Linked DNA regions of Lactuca sativa: region 1 is linked to region 2. The links are chromatin contacts, called in public Hi-C maps. All regions are on one chromosome and are shown on one strand. Each heading gives the region's core, a stretch centred on a gene start, on an enhancer-like site or on the middle of the called end of the contact. The rest is flanking DNA. Distances are from core to core; before and after follow the strand shown. Region 1 holds the start of LOC111883093 (putative glucose-6-phosphate 1-epimerase). Region 2 holds the start of LOC111883101 (U-box domain-containing protein 3).

The links. Hi-C and Micro-C count contacts between places; a contact is called where the count stands out from the background.
Region 1: a Hi-C map of seed shows a contact between it and region 2, with 7 times the contacts expected there. The contact joins the promoter of LOC111883093 here to the promoter of LOC111883101 in region 2. A contact is called at or near these places in 3 of 4 Hi-C or Micro-C datasets (bud, leaf and seed).

What each region holds. Positions count from the first base shown.
Region 1 is chr4:405,676,748-405,679,447 of Lsat_Salinas_v11, reverse strand. It overlaps LOC111883093 (putative glucose-6-phosphate 1-epimerase), which reads left to right and starts at 1,360. Exons shown (of 8, transcript XM_023879463.3): 1 at 1,360-1,624; 2 at 2,334-2,408; 3 at 2,499-2,555; 4 at 2,639-2,700. The coding sequence starts at 1,547.
Region 2 is chr4:405,540,203-405,542,902 of Lsat_Salinas_v11, reverse strand. LOC111883101 (U-box domain-containing protein 3) reads left to right here and starts at 1,347. Exons shown (of 2, transcript XM_023879475.3): 1 at 1,347-1,877; 2 at 2,105-2,700. The coding sequence starts at 1,657.

The sequences.
Region 1 (2,700 bases), core at 111-2,610, 140 kb before region 2:
AGAACCCAACAACATTTAAATAAATGCAAAAGCATATACACCCATTCTTCAAGTTTTCATCCAAAAGACCCATGTTACAAATGTTAGGGTCGGGTCCAACCAAAAGCATGTCTTTTCTTAGATAAGGTACAACTTTGAATTTTTCTTGGGATCATGTACTCAAGGACTTGATATGGACCTTAAGAAAGAGTCTTTTCGTAGTCCTACAATTTTCTACTTGATTTTTTTTTTCACTCAATATCAATTTTGAGACTTTATGGATTTTATCATGTCAAATAACGGGTCAAGTGTCGCATCTTCCTACTTTTGGGAAAGTTTGTGGTGTACTACTAACTCTCATAGTGCTCCTATTCATTGTAACATTCATTTAAACCATGCAAAGCATTTTTAAACAAAACGTTATTAGATCGCAATTCATGATTTTTTGTTTAGATTTAATATATCTTTGATTAAAGTTTGATTGTGATTTTGATAAATATAAAGCGACCAAGAATAAAAGGAAGAAAAACGTGATGAAGTTGGTTTTATACAACGAATATAAAAAAATAATAATAACCGACATATGATATTTAGAGATAAGTGACAAAAGATGTTGTATAGGGTCGGTTCTGAGGAATTAAAATATTCTCAAAGGTTTAAGACGAGCCAGAAAAAGGGCCCTTATCGTTATTAAAAGTTTTTATTTTTAAATAAATATATATAATAAAAAAATTAGGCCTGGGCAACCCCCCACAATGTTGTACTTTTTTATAAGTAGAATAACAATCTACTATAACTTTCATCAATTTTAGGCAACATACTTTCGTCAACTTATAGAGCATGAAACAAAATTTAGATTCCATAATCTAAAACATATGAAAGAAATATGTATAAGGTTGTAAACAAATGAAAAGGTCGTAAACAAGTATGGTATGTGTTCGTTCATTTGAGTATTAATCAAACAAATAAACAAACATAAACACATAAATTAACAAAGTTCACAAACAGATTTTGAAGCATCAATAAAGATTGTAATTTAAAAAGATCACGTAATATTATCCAAATATATAATTAAGACCAAAATCTAAATCACGATTGTTAACGGACATAGATGAATACATTACAAAATGACCTCTCATGTGTTCTTTCGTCTAATTAAACAGACAAAAATCTAATGTATTTTTTTTTAATAAATAAATTCACTACAGCATTCACTAAACGTTCAATTTGTGTACACTGTGAGCTATATTATATATATGGTTTAAATATATTATCTTTTATTATTCCATTATTCTATACCTTAAAATACAATATTACTTTTTTTTATTTAACTTTTATGTAATGAAATATTTTAGTAACTTGACTTTTGCGTTTATTGGACGGATGAAAATGAAATAAGCTAAGCGTTGTTCTTAGAGCTGATTGATTTTGATTCTATTTTTACGCTTTTTTTTTCCGTTCCATTTTCCTCTGTTTTTGTTTCTATCCTCAAATTTCAAATTCTCTTCCTCTCGTTCCTTTTCAATTTCTTCGTGATGCTCTCTAGGTTATTACTCTGAACGAATTTATGGCGAATAACATCATCAAAGAAGGCGATCGATCGCCTCGAATTATATTGCATGAGCCTACCGGATCAACGGTCGAGGTTCGTTATTTTTTTTTTTTTTGATGATTTTGCTTTCTATATTTGTTTCTTTCGGTAATCGTGCATGACAGGTTTTTCATCCGGTTTAAATGTTCTATTCGGTGTTTTGTATGTATAAGTTTGAATTTGTACTAGAGATTCTTTTCGATAAACAAATTTTTGGGCTGGAATTGTTACAGAATCAAGTGGTTGATGGATGCTGTTAGTTTACGTTTGCGTATGATGCCCTTAGGGCACATTTCCTGCACCAAAATTTCTGTTTTTCTTTTTGAAGTCGAAACTTAATCATTAGAAATATTGTGAATTTTTCCAATTGGTGATCGCAACTATTTGGGTAAATTATCAAACCTGTAAATTGGTTAGTAGTGAGAAAGATGGAATCGGTTAGTGCAGTTTTACGATCGCCAATTTACTGTTTTCAGTCATAATAAGGAATTTGTGTAAAGTAATGCTTTAAATTTGAATAGCATGTATGGATGAGCCCTTAATTTGACCATAGCAGCTTAAAGTTCTAGGGCACCGTGTTTAATTTCTAATGCCGAGTTTGTTTACTTTTTATTTCATACTTCTGTTGCATGCTTTTTTGTACAACTGTTTGTCAAGTATCTTCTTGACTTCTTCCCCTATTTCTTAGAATAATTGAATTGAGATTCTTTTAGTTTATGTGTAGATTCTTACTGTTTGATTGTATCTTTTTCTATCCAATTAGGTGCTCCTGTATGGGGCTCAAGTTATATCTTGGAAGAACGAGCGTAGAGAAGAACTACTTTTCATGAGCAACAAGGTAAAACTGTCATAAGATATTAGTTTACTTATCCATGAAAACTACACATACTCAGAACTATATTGACATGAGAACTTGCTCACCCTGCAGGCAGTTTGCAAACCACCTAAACCTGTCAGAGGTGGCATACCCATTTGCTTTCCACAGGTTTGAGTTAAAAAATCCATTCTCATATTAACCTTCTTTTTTCTCAATGAATGCAATTAAAAACTTTAATATGCATATTTCAGTTTGCAAACTTTGGTTCACTTGAGCAACATGGATTTGCCAGAAACAGGCTATGGTTGTTAGA
Region 2 (2,700 bases), core at 98-2,597:
GAAGATATAATCGGTCAAGTACTCTCGAAGTTGTTTGTGTTTATTTGTATCCTGAATGTCAACGACTCGATGCAAATACTATGATGTTCCTGGTTAAAACTAAACGTGTTTGGGCTCCATTGGGATATAATGTGCAATATTTCGTCCTTTATCTTCTACTACCATGTTATGCATCATGATACATACATACATGATATATCGTAGAGTTTCTAAATCCATTGGTCGTGTTTCATGTTTAACTATATGCCACTTCACCTTCAGCACTCCAAAAGTACATTCCGTATCCTTATGTGCTTCTTCTTGTCTTCTCTTAAGAAAAATGTATGTTTCTTCAACCGGGTGGCGGAATGGCTTTACGAATGTGGAATACAGATGATATATTTCATCTGTAAGGTAATACACATATTTGTATTCATTTCCATTCACCGTGAAAGGAGCATCCAGGGTCTTTCCATTCAAAAGATCGTCAAATATAATTGATCAAGAGCGTTAATGTCGTTGTTGGAACCCGCAACCCCAAAAAATGCATGTCAAATCCATAAATCTTAAGAAGCAATAGCCTCTAAAACCAATGAAGGTGATCCGTGATGACCACTTGCGTATTGCCATTTCCATGCTACCGGACAATTTTTTCATTTCCAGTGTGTGCAATCAATGTTTCCAATCATTCTTAGAAATCCATGGCGTTCTTCATGCGCCGCATACAATTCTTACAAATCATGCAAAGAAGGTTTCCGCAAATACACGTCTCTAAATGTTTCAACAACACCCTTGACAATGTATACAAACTATCCCTTGCGGTTCTTTTAGACATTCTTATATAGTCGTCCATGGTGTCGGGTGACTCGTCCATGGTGTCGGGTGACTCCCCCATAGTCATCAAACGAATGGCCGCAACACATTTCTACAACGTTGTAACCCTCGTCTACCTCTAGCATCATATCTCAATTGAAAAAATTCATATCTAAAAATAAATTAACTACAGTTTAATAATATAGTACATTTGTTGTAAAATAAAAAAAAATAAAAAAAAAAACATGTAGTACATTTGTATTTACTTTGTATAAAAATATAGTAAAGAAACTATACCGACGACGTTAGTCGCCCATAACGAGTAAAAAAGAACACATACCGCATGCTCTTATAGTTGAGATATTTTCTTTACACGATAAAAAAAAACTTTTTTACGAAAAAATTTTAGTATTGGTTAAGATATATTAAGGTTGTTAGTTTGAATACTTTATGACAAAAAGAGCTTTTTTGCATAAACATGAAAATTATGGCACCTGAGGTGTCAAGTCACTCAATACAATAAGTATCCAAAAATCTAATAAGTTTATATTAAAATATGATTATTAAAAATTATAAATAATTAATATAGTAATTGTGTCAGTTATTACATAAAATCTTGGGGCAGGTTTTCTATTTAAGGAAAGTGATGGAGAGATACCAATCCCCAACTCCGAACAGTCACCGGAAAAGCTGCCTAAAATGGTCCACAAGGAATAGTATTAGTAGCCTTTGCTTCTCTTCCAATATTACTCTGAATAAAGCATCCATCCTACTTGCTTATATCAACTATCAACTCACGCAAATCATATATCCTTCCCCTATAATCTGCTTCATCTGTATAGGTTTGTTTCCGATCAGATTTTGATGGCGGAAGTAGCTGTTGTGGAAGCGCTTTTGTTCGGCGATGATGGAGCCAAGGCCGCCGCCACAGAGGCAGTTATTCATCTCACAAACAAACAGAGACACAAACTGGCTGATAATGGAGCCATTCCTCCTCTCCTCTCCATGCTTCATAATCCTCCAGATTTCAAATCCCTAGAATCTGCACTCTTTGCTCTCCTCAGTCTCGCCTATGGCAGCGAAAGGTTCGTTTCGTTCGAACACACTAACTGCATCACGTTTGATTAGATTCGAGTTACAGGTGGACTGAATCGAAATCTAATGGAGAAATGAGTATAAAACTTTGCTTGAAACATATAAATAAGCAATCGAATTTATGGAGTTCGATTGAATCGAATTTATTGAGCTTTTCAACCTCAAAAAGTGAATCGTAATCGATTGGAATTAACACTTTCTGTGTTATGTTTTACAGAAACAAGATCCGGATTGCGAAATCAGGAGCTATTCCTCTCTTTTTAAACCTCATACGATCCCAAATCCATCCATTAATCGACCACGCCATAGCAGCACTTTTAATCTTATCATCTTCCTCGTCAAACAAACGCTCAATGGCGACATCAGGTGCAATCGAAACCCTAAATCAAACCCTCCTTCAAAACAACACCACCCAAGTAAAACTCGACATCATAGTCACTCTCCATAACCTATCACCATATATCCCCACCTTTCTTTCATCATCTACATCATCTTCTTTAATCCACCTCATCCACGAATCCGAAAAATCATCCAAACTAGTCGAGAAATCAATGTGTCTACTCGAACACTTGTCTTCTTCATCAGAGATCGCGTTGAGAGCGATTTCATCGACAGAAATCGGGATTAGGGCAGTTGTGGAGAGTGTAGAAGAAGGTTCGAAGCAGTGTAAGGAGTACGCAGTTGGGATTTTGTTGATGATATGTGAGAGTAGTAGGGAGAGATACAGAGGAATGATTTTATGTGAAGGAGCGATTCCGGGTTTACTTCAGGTTAGTCTTGATGGGACAAGGAGAGCTAAAGGGAGTGCTAAAT